Linked DNA regions of Mus musculus: regions 1 and 3 are each linked to region 2. The links are chromatin contacts, called in public promoter capture Hi-C maps. All regions are on one chromosome and are shown on one strand. The core of a region is the stretch at or near the end of the contact, and the rest is flanking DNA. Distances in the headings are between cores, read along the strand shown. Region 1 overlaps 4930402H24Rik (RIKEN cDNA 4930402H24 gene). Region 2 overlaps 4930402H24Rik (RIKEN cDNA 4930402H24 gene). Region 3 overlaps Atrn (attractin).

What was found. Capture Hi-C pulls out chosen DNA fragments and counts their contacts.
Region 1: a contact with region 2 is called in a promoter capture Hi-C map of adipose tissue. The contact joins two enhancer-like sites. A contact is called at or near these places in 2 of 484 Hi-C or Micro-C datasets (pachytene spermatocytes and stem cell-derived motor neurons), 1 of 115 datasets of contacts at active chromatin or transcription factors (embryonic stem cells) and 3 of 9 other capture datasets (adipose tissue, liver and pancreatic islet).
Region 3: a promoter capture Hi-C map of adipose tissue shows a contact between it and region 2. The contact joins two enhancer-like sites. A contact is called at or near these places in 4 of 39 promoter capture datasets (the 3T3-L1 cell line, the C10 cell line, hippocampal neurons and 1 more), 2 of 15 datasets of contacts at CTCF or cohesin (both in the NIH/3T3 cell line), 82 of 484 Hi-C or Micro-C datasets (the 3T3-L1 cell line, 3T3-L1-derived adipocytes, the AML12 cell line and 50 more), 9 of 115 datasets of contacts at active chromatin or transcription factors (the HPC-7 cell line, acute myeloid leukemia, astrocytes and 5 more) and 3 of 9 other capture datasets (adipose tissue, liver and pancreatic islet).

What each region holds. Positions count from the first base shown.
Region 1 is chr2:130,726,629-130,729,707 of GRCm38.p6, reverse strand. 4930402H24Rik (RIKEN cDNA 4930402H24 gene) reads left to right here. Exons shown (of 37, transcript NM_029432.2): 29 at 2,523-2,560. Among named protein-coding and RNA genes, the nearest start is that of Slc4a11, 31 kb to the right of the region's middle. Within about 2 kb of position 1,522, at least 14 of the 459 cell types and tissues checked have an H3K27ac peak or open chromatin away from gene starts, as enhancers often do. A contact at or near this core is called in adipose tissue, where this site is marked.
Region 2 is chr2:130,818,171-130,821,419 of GRCm38.p6, reverse strand. 4930402H24Rik (RIKEN cDNA 4930402H24 gene) reads left to right here. Exons shown (of 37, transcript NM_029432.2): 3 at 832-951. Among named protein-coding and RNA genes, the nearest start is that of 4930402H24Rik, 20 kb to the left of the region's middle. Within about 2 kb of position 1,994, at least 82 of the 459 cell types and tissues checked have an H3K27ac peak or open chromatin away from gene starts, as enhancers often do. A contact at or near this core is called in adipose tissue and liver, where this site is marked.
Region 3 is chr2:130,931,573-130,934,437 of GRCm38.p6, reverse strand. Atrn (attractin) reads right to left here. Exons shown (of 29, transcript NM_009730.3): 2 at 969-1,052. Among named protein-coding and RNA genes, the nearest start is that of Atrn, 27 kb to the right of the region's middle. Within about 2 kb of position 1,372, at least 31 of the 459 cell types and tissues checked have an H3K27ac peak or open chromatin away from gene starts, as enhancers often do. A contact at or near this core is called in adipose tissue and liver, where this site is marked.

The DNA of each region.
Region 1 (3,079 bases), core at 273-2,772, 91 kb after region 2:
GGGGGTGTGTCACTGACTTTGAGGTTCCAAAAGACTGCTATGAGTGCTCTCTCGACCCCCTGCCTCCTGCTTTTGGATCAACATGTGAGCTCTCAGCTGTTCCGGCCACCATGCCTTTCCTCCTCCTCTAGCCAAACCATGTGCCAAACACTTCCTTTTATGAGATGCCTTGGATTATCACAGGAATAGAAAGTAACTAAGACAGCATGTTAAGTCCATGTGATCTACATACTTATCTCCTCCAGCTTTTCCATCAGCAATTTACTGACCCCTACTGGCCCCTTCCCATGTCAGAGGCTTCATGTTCAGCCTTGTGACAGGATATGATGCCATGTGGAAAATCTTGGTGAATTGCCAGGGGCTGCTATGAGAAAGGAGACAGATCTCATAAAGGGCCTAAGTGATTGAACTCCAAAATCACAGGCACTTAAGGACATAGACACTTCTAACACCCCACAATGAAGTCAGAGCCTCTGGTGTAGCTAGCTGTCTTTCTTTGTTCCTGGTCTTTTGGACCTGCTTTTAGCACACAGGAGTTCCTCCTAGAATCTTAAGGAATAAACCATGAGAGAGTCACAGCCTAAAATAGGACTCACCAAATTTGGTTCATATGGTATGTAAGCAGCTATTGCATATACTCCTGAGCCTCACACTAGCTGACGTGGGAGCGTTAGAGCTCTGTGGACCCAGACAGCCTAGACCTGGCCTCAGGCCCAGTGTGTGGAAGGCCTGGGGCAGGATGCTCAGTCTCCTTTCCTGACCTCAGCCTAAGCTTCTCATCTGCTAATGTATAGTCAGATAAGTCAGAGTCTACTCTTTTCATCGGCCAGTGGATAACAACAAAGCCAGGCCTACCTGCTTGTGTGGTGCCCATCCTTAGTGGGACTTGATACAAGGCAGCTGTTCTCATCAGTGGTAGGTCCCCTCTCTAAGAGGAATATTATAACATTAGAATTTTAATTTGTTTCTTATTTTAGTTTAATTAATTAATTAATTAATTATTGAGGCAGGGTTCTACTGTGTAGCCTAGGTTGTAGGTTAGGCAGAGATCCACCTGCCTCTGCCACCTGAGTGCTGGGATTAAAGGTTTGCGCCACCGTTCCAGGTCTGTATTTTGGGAGTGTGATTTTTTTTTTCCTTCTGCATACTGAAGAGATAAAGATCAGCTCCATCTTGTTTGGTTTTCGTCTGTATCAGTGTTTTGGAAATGGGCTCTGGAAGCCCTACTGGCCTCAGTCTTGATTTGAAAGGGAAGAGCCCCTGCCCCAGCTTCCTAAGTACTTCCTGTTCCAGGCATGTGCCACCAGGCCTGGTTTGAACTCTCACTTGGATCCTCACCCTCCCCACCTCTGTCCAGTCAGTCTTCTTCCTGCTTCTGTTCTTTTTTAGACTTGAGAGGAGGATTGGCCTGAGGCTATAGTTCAGTTACAGAGTACTTTACCAGAAAGCAGAGTGCCCTGAATTTGATTGTTCCAACACTTTGTTGGGGAAAAGGTTAAAGAGGAACTGAGGTCATAGCTTGCACATAAAGGAATGCAGAAAAGCATGACAAGACCAGCCCTGGTAGCACATGCCTGTAGTCCTAGCGCCTAGGACACAGAGACAGGAGGCTCTCTATGAATTCAGGGCCAGCCTAGTCTACAGAGTGAGCTCTAAGATAGCCAGGACTACACAGTGAGACCCTCAAAAACAGGAACAGCAGTGATGACAACAAAAAAGAAAAAGTAGAGAAGCACAGTAGGGCCAGCAAGATGGTGCACAGTAGGGCTGGCAGGATGACTCAGCAGGGAAAGGCACATGTGCATGTATGTGCACACTGACACACAAAGCACTAAGTAAATTTACAGAACAGAGGCATGGAACCTTGGACCCTTGGTCCTAGTAGAGTCCCATGGCTTAACCCTTATCATTTCCCTTCACATTTCCTGTTACTCAAGAAGGTATCTTTTTCTTTTTTTTAAAGATTTACTTTTATTTTATGTTTATGGGTGTTTTGCCTACATTTAAGTATGTGTACCACATGCATGCAGTGCCTGTTGAAGCCAGAAGAGGGTGTTGGATCCCCTGGAACTAGAGTTAACATATGCCTGTGAGCTGCCATGTGGGTGCTGGGAATCAAACCTGGGTCCTCTGGAAGAGCAACCAGTGTCTCCTTATCCGCTAAGCCATCTCTCCAGCCCCAACAATATATTTTTCTAAAAGACCAGCTTGGACCGAGGTTGTAATTCAGCAACTCAATGACATATGCTTCACTGGCCCCCAGAAGTGACAAAGATGAAGCTTCTCTCTGTTCCCTGTGATCTGAAGAGCTCTCAGAGCTCCCATATCCTCCCTGCCATGTGCCATGTAGGAATTTCTATGGAACACAAGCTTCAGTGCCTGTATGACTATCTTAGATGCTTACAGGGTACTCATTGCTCAGTACCACCTGGTACCTACACTCTCTCCCAGATTCATGCTTTTGTGGGAAATAATGATCACTGAAATAAATGGTTTTGAAATACTTTTTTTTTTCTCTTTAGATTTCTCTTTCCTAAATGTCTTGACCAGTGTTCACAAGGTAAGCGATATATTCGACTTCCTGGTTCTATGCCATCACAATCTGATCAGATACAGTAGGCTTTCCTTCATGCTGTTGCCTTTCTGAAATCTACAGCATGTGGAATGGTTCCAGGGAAAGCTCCGGCGACTTCCTTGTATCCTGCTGGGTAGACATACATGCTCCACAGCTTCTCATTTAACGCACTAAAGCTCCTCCAGCAGCGGCAGCAGCAGCACTCCTGCCCTGGCCTTGCTGCTCCACGGACAGCAAACGGAACCTCTAAATCAGCAAGATCCCTAAGGGTCCTGGAGATCCAGAATAAATTATAACTTCCCTGCAGTGCTGCTGAGATGCTCAGTGCTCTCCTGGGGATGAGAGTAACAGCAATGTGCCTGGAAGTGGGGGGGATAGGACATGTACCTCAGTGGGGGTGCTGACTGGGGATATGTTTGTTGGAGTTGAGCTTTCTGAATCAGCCCAGCAAGCAAATATCTGATAGAAGAAAACAACTTGGTGTCTCCAGCATACTTGTGCCCT
Region 2 (3,249 bases), core at 745-3,244:
CCATCCTGCCAATAGCTGTAGTCCTCGGATGGCAAAGTCATTGAGAGACAGAAGTAAAGACAGTGTCGTGTAATTTCCTTTTGTCTCTGGTCCAGCCTTTCTAGACTAACCTTAGTGAAGGTTATCTGCAGGAGTGTGTGTCACTGCACCACCCCTTACAGTGCAGTCTAAACACTGCTTCTGACATTTGGGAAGGGCCAGTGGGTGCTAGTCTGTCCACTTGTCTTCCTCTTTTTTCGAACCACTTTAACTTGTCTTTAGTTGATCATATACGTTTTTTCATGAGGATCTCTCTGAGATCTGTTCTTAGGCTAACAAAATATTCCAAGATCTGTAGTAAATCCACAGAACACCATATTTTCTGGTTCCTTTTGCCCGTAAGAAATGCTTCATATGGGCTGGAGGTGGTTCATAGATAAGAGCACTTGGTGTTTTTCCAGAAAACCCAGGTTCTATTCCCAGCACCTACATGGTGACTCATAACCATCTATAACTCTAATTCTAGGGGATCTGGTAGATCATGGAGGGTGCTCTTCCACACATGATACACATACATATGGAAGTTCAACACCTATACATGTAAAGTAAAAACTGAAAGAAAAAATGCTTTTCAGAATTAACAGCCTTAGTAATCTTGTTGCTTAATTCTCCGACCTGTGTAGATTTTGAGATCCAAGGAAGGTACCTTATGCCTCAGCCCGTTTCTCTTACAAGGGGTCATTTATTTAGTTTTAGCACAAACCTGGTTTGGCCATCAAGGCCTTACTAAACGGGCTCTTACTGTATTCCATGGTATAGGCCAGCTAATCCTAAGCCTTCTTTGCTTTGCAGGAATTGACAGCAGGTACAATGAAGGCTGTAGAGAGCTGGCAAATTACCTGCTTTTTGGTTTGTACAGTCAGAATGCCACTGATTTTGAGAAAACGGGATTTTCTGAAGAAATTCTAGATGGTAAGTCTATATTATATTAGCAAAAGGTAGGAGAGAGTCATTTATTTCTTTGGACCCTTAATTCATGATTTTTTTTGAGACAGGGTTTCTCTGTATAGCCCTGGCTGTCCTGGAACTCACTCTGTAGACCAGGCTGGCCTCGAACTCAGAAATCCACCTGCCTCTGCCTCCCGAGTGCTGGAATTAAAGACCACGCACAGCTGTGATCTTCTTGTAAAAATTGTTTTAATTTTAATTTTACTGTATTGTACTATTTTGCTTGCATGTATGTATGTGTACTGTGTGTGTGTGTATGCATGTGTGTGTGCTCCCATGCTTGAGGCCCTTGGAGCCCAGTAGATGACATCAGATCTCCTGGAACTGGAGTTACAGATGGTTGTAAATCACCATTCACGTGTTGGGAATCAAACCCAGGTCCTCTGGAAGAGTAGCAAGTACTTTTAACTGCTGAGCCATCTGGACATCCCCAGTTCATGATTTTTTATTTCTGTGTCTGTGTTTTTTGGGTTTTTGTTATTATTTATTTGTTTTGAGACAGAGTCTCATATAGCTTTAACTGGCTTGAAACTCACTGTATAGACCAGGCTGGCCTTGAACTCTGAGATCTACCTGCCTCTGCCTTCTTAGTACTGGGATTAAAGACATACACTCAGCACCCTGTTTGTGATCTTTTAATAGGAAAATATAAGCAGAATTTAAATAGTCCAAAGCTCCACTAAATTCTTGCCTTATTTTGTTTTACTGTTTGAATAATGTGATTGGTCTTAAAATTGGCAGCCTTCTGGCCTCAGCCTCCCAAGTAGCTAGGATTATACCAGGTAAGATTTTATCTTTTTAATAGTGAAAAATAGCATTTCCGTGTTGACCTATTAAAATAGAATATTCCTATTGGTCATGGACTGGATAACGGACTGTCAGCAGCAGTTTTCAGAATACATTTATTGGGTAAATCATCTTTGAGACCAAAGCAGACATTGGTGTTTGGCTTTGTCTCTTGGCAGGGTGCTAGTTTTTCTTAGGATTGCCCGCTGCTCCTTTTCACGGAAGGTTCAGATCGTGTGCTGTTGCCAGTGAAAGCACTCTCTGCTTTGAGGCAAAGACGGACTGCTCTTGTAAGCTGCTCTGTGAGAAAGAAGATTTTATGTGGATCTTTAGCTGAGGAACAAGGGGCTATTGTCCTGCTGTCTTTGGGAATTGTTTTTTTGTGTGACTTTAATACAATGCAGGCTTTCTGCCTGCAGTCTGCCTTCTCTGGCTTGGAGACACTGCGAGCGTTGATGCTCCTGTGGGCTGTTGCCCAGGAGCTACTTCTCATATCGTGTACTTAGCATTATAAATTGTCTGCAAGATGAGTCAGGAGACATAGAACAAACAAGTAAGACTGGACAAGAGACTAGGCACTTGCAAGGCAGCTGGGATGCCATGAAAGCAAACATTCCATGTCAGATGATCTCACTTGAGTAGTGTGGTCTCAGATGGGGGGCCGTTTTGTCCCTTGGGGGACATTTAGCAATGTCTGAAGACAGTTTTGATGGCCATGGCTCGATCTGTGGCACTACTGGCATCTAGTGGGCACCAAGGCTGCTGCTGATCACCACAAAATAAACAAGAAAGCCTGTCATGCAGTGAAGAGTTTTCCTATTAAATAGTTCTGAGTTGTATCATCTTTGGAAGTTTACCTTGGAAAAGACCCCAATACTACCCATATAGTTTTCTTTTTTTAATATTTTTTAAGATTTATTTATTATTATTTATAAGTACACCGTAGCTGTTTTCAGACGCATCAGAAGAGAGGGTCAGATCTCATTACGGGTGGTTGTAAGCCACCATGTGGTTGCTGGGATCTGAACTCAGGACCTTAAGAAGAGCAGTCAGTGCTCTTACCCGCTGAGCCATCTCACCAGCCCCCATATAGTTTTCTTAGAGCTGTTCTTTTTATTAAGATCACAGAAAAAGGAGACTTTGAGTTAGTATCCTTTCTTCATTTTTTTCTTCCTTATCTTTCTGTCTGAGAAAATTTTACCTTGGAAAAGACCCCAATACTATTCATATAGTTTAGCTAGAGCTGTCCTTTTTATTATGATCGCAGAAAAGGGAGACTGAAAGTACTTTGAGTTAGCATCTTCTTTGGTTTTCCTTACCTTTCCGTCTGAGGTAAGCTCTCACTCTGTATCAGGCTGGCTTCAGATGCAGGCGCTTCTCAGCCTCTTGCTGCAGGCTTGCATGCACAGCCACCACTGTGATCTTCTTCAGGTCCTTTTCTTCTTAGGTTTTGACATTATAATACATTGTAACACA
Region 3 (2,865 bases), core at 123-2,622, 110 kb before region 2:
CAATAAAAACAAATAGGTTTTTCTGCTAACATGTAGTGGGTTATAATTGTTGCTTTTAAATGAGTTAGTAAATAATATTTCTTGGGTTGAATATGAGACACAACAAATAAACAAGAGTTACTTGGAAATTTCAAAGTTTTGTTCAGAGACTAAAATGCTTTGCCCTAAATGACAGGCACAAAAAAGGAAAAAAAAGAGAAGATAGACAGATGGAAGGACAGAGGGCCAGGGAAACAGGCTACAGTGGTTATTCTGATGGCTCATTTACTGTTTTGCTGATAATAAAATCAATATTTAGAAAAATGATATAATAGCATTATTATATAAAGATTTAAGCAAACTATTAAAAAGATTTTAACTAAGTTTTTTAAACTATTAGAAATATGCAAATTTCTGGTATGTATCTTTCATTTATAACATTAAGTCAACTTGGAACCTAAAAAAAAAAAACCCACAAATTAAAGGAATTATTTAACAATAGAGCACTTGCTTAGTGAAGTCATAGGTTCAATCCCTATCACCCAAAAAAGAAAATTTCCTTTTAATTTTTTATTTTATTATTTGTGTGTGTGCGTGCATGCACAAGCGTGGGAGTCAGAAGACAACTTTCAGGAGTCACTCTTCCACTGTGGGAGCCAGGGATTAACTCACATAACCAGACTTGTTCAGCAAGCACTTTACCCACTGAGCCATCTCTCTGGTCCCCCAAAAAGTAAATTTTAAAAAGCAAGAACACTATCCAAATGAAAAGCATCAATGAACGGTATTTTAGCAGCAGGGCATGGTGGTCCACACCTACCACCCTAGCACTTGGGAAGCAGAGGTAGCATAGCAAAATTCAAGGTCAGCCTGAGTTACTCAGTCAGAAAGGTCCTGTCTCAAGAAATAGCAATAACACACATGGAAGTATTTTGTGCTATACTGTGCTCTTATAATAAATTAAAATAAAGTCAGCCATTATAACTTACTGTCCTTCAATGAGCCATGTGCACTTCGTCTTATATTTATAATTCCCAGGTCCATCTGTTACAAATCCAGAAGAGCCAGTTAGTCTGTAATTTAAATAAAGAAAAAATGTTAGTCAAAATTTCTTACAGTATTATCTTTCTTGGTTGTAAAGACAAAGAAATTCATCAGACTGATACAACAGCATGTACTACAACTAGGAGAACACGCCTGGACGGTTGCATTCACGCTGGATGAATAAGTATCTGTGTAGGGAGAATCTCCTGTGCGATGTATGGAAGCATCACCTGTCTGTACAATGCTGTTGCCTATTAGCTTAGACGGGGAGAGCGGAGGTGCAAGCTCCAGCACAGAGAGGACTTCTAGAGTAGAGTCCGTTGTGCAAGTAAATGGGGGGAGACGAGGACAGACGGACTATGACGCAAGGATGGGGGTTGGGGAGCAGCAACAGAGGATAGGACATTACACAACTGAGAAGACAGTCGCCTGAAACTGAAGGAGGGGTATGTAGCCTCATGGCATGACTTAGACTAGTTTAAATGGGATAACTGAGCTATGAACCCGTGGAAATCAGCCAAAGCTATTGGCCTAGGCATTCATTCATATATAAGACGTCTCAGAGTCATTTCTGGACCTAGGGTAGGATGCCTGTGGAAAAGTCTGTGGTTATATATCTGCCACCCACACAAAAGGATACATTCAAAGCAAAAGGGATTAAACAATAACAAAACAACTAAATCATTTTAGTTATGAAAGCAAAGTTACACTTCATGTCAGAAAAATGGCTACAAAAGTCAGGAGTGGTCTGGCTTATGCCTGCAATCTAAAATTTTAGAAGGCTATGGCAAGAGAATCACCAGCTCAAGTTACCTAGGCAGTTCCAGGCCAGCCTAGGTTAGAGAGTGAGACTATGTCTCATAAAATAAAATAAAACAAATAAATAACTTAAAACCATAAATATAAAGTTTTTTTTAACGCCTAGTTGCAAAGCTAAGTAGTTCCAAGGAAATACAGGTGAAACTGCAATGCAGAAGACAGCAGTCTGTGTGCTCCACAACACCAGAAGACCCATCCAGACTCACTTCTGCACTCAATGGCCACTTGCTACCTTACCATAGCAGTATGCATCAGAGCCTAGATTTCTAACTCAGTGGAGTGCCTGGATTTTCATAATTTTGCAACTTCCTCATATAAGGCGTATCTGACATATCATTAACATTTTGACTCCACTAATTCTAGTGCCGGTCTATCTTCTCATGGTTTTATCATTTATACTTTCTCCTTTGTAAATTAATGAAAATTCTACAGAAGGAACTAGAGAGATGGCTCAGTGGTTAAGAGCACTAACTGCTCTTCCAGAGGACCTAGGTTCATCTCTCAGCACCCACATGGCAACTCACACCATCTGTAACTCCAGCTGACTTCCTAGGCACCAGGAACACACATGGTACAACAAGCCAAACAGTCATATACAAAAAACAAAATAAAAATGAAACTTGACTATATTCATTTGCCAAAGCCCAATTTGCTAACTTTTTTTTCAGGTTAATGTTTAATACCTCTTTTATAGAAAGGACACCTTTCCATGTCTGTATTTTCTAGAAGATACATTTTCTCAACTTTGTTTTGTGTCAAGTATCTCTGGCTACTTAGAACATAATATACAAAGGTGCTACTTGCTTCCTCACTTCCATCCCATCTGCCAGGCTCTAAGATACACTATCTGTCAGTAATGAGCACTTACTTCAGAGTCAGCAGCCAACACTACATAGTCCTTCTTCAGACACTGAGGATATTAGCATGCCATCCTTGGTCTTCCATTTATTTACATTAACATCTTGAAGAATCTATCAAAAAACCCAGCCTCTTTTGTTTAAGGAGATTTATTTTTGAAAAAAG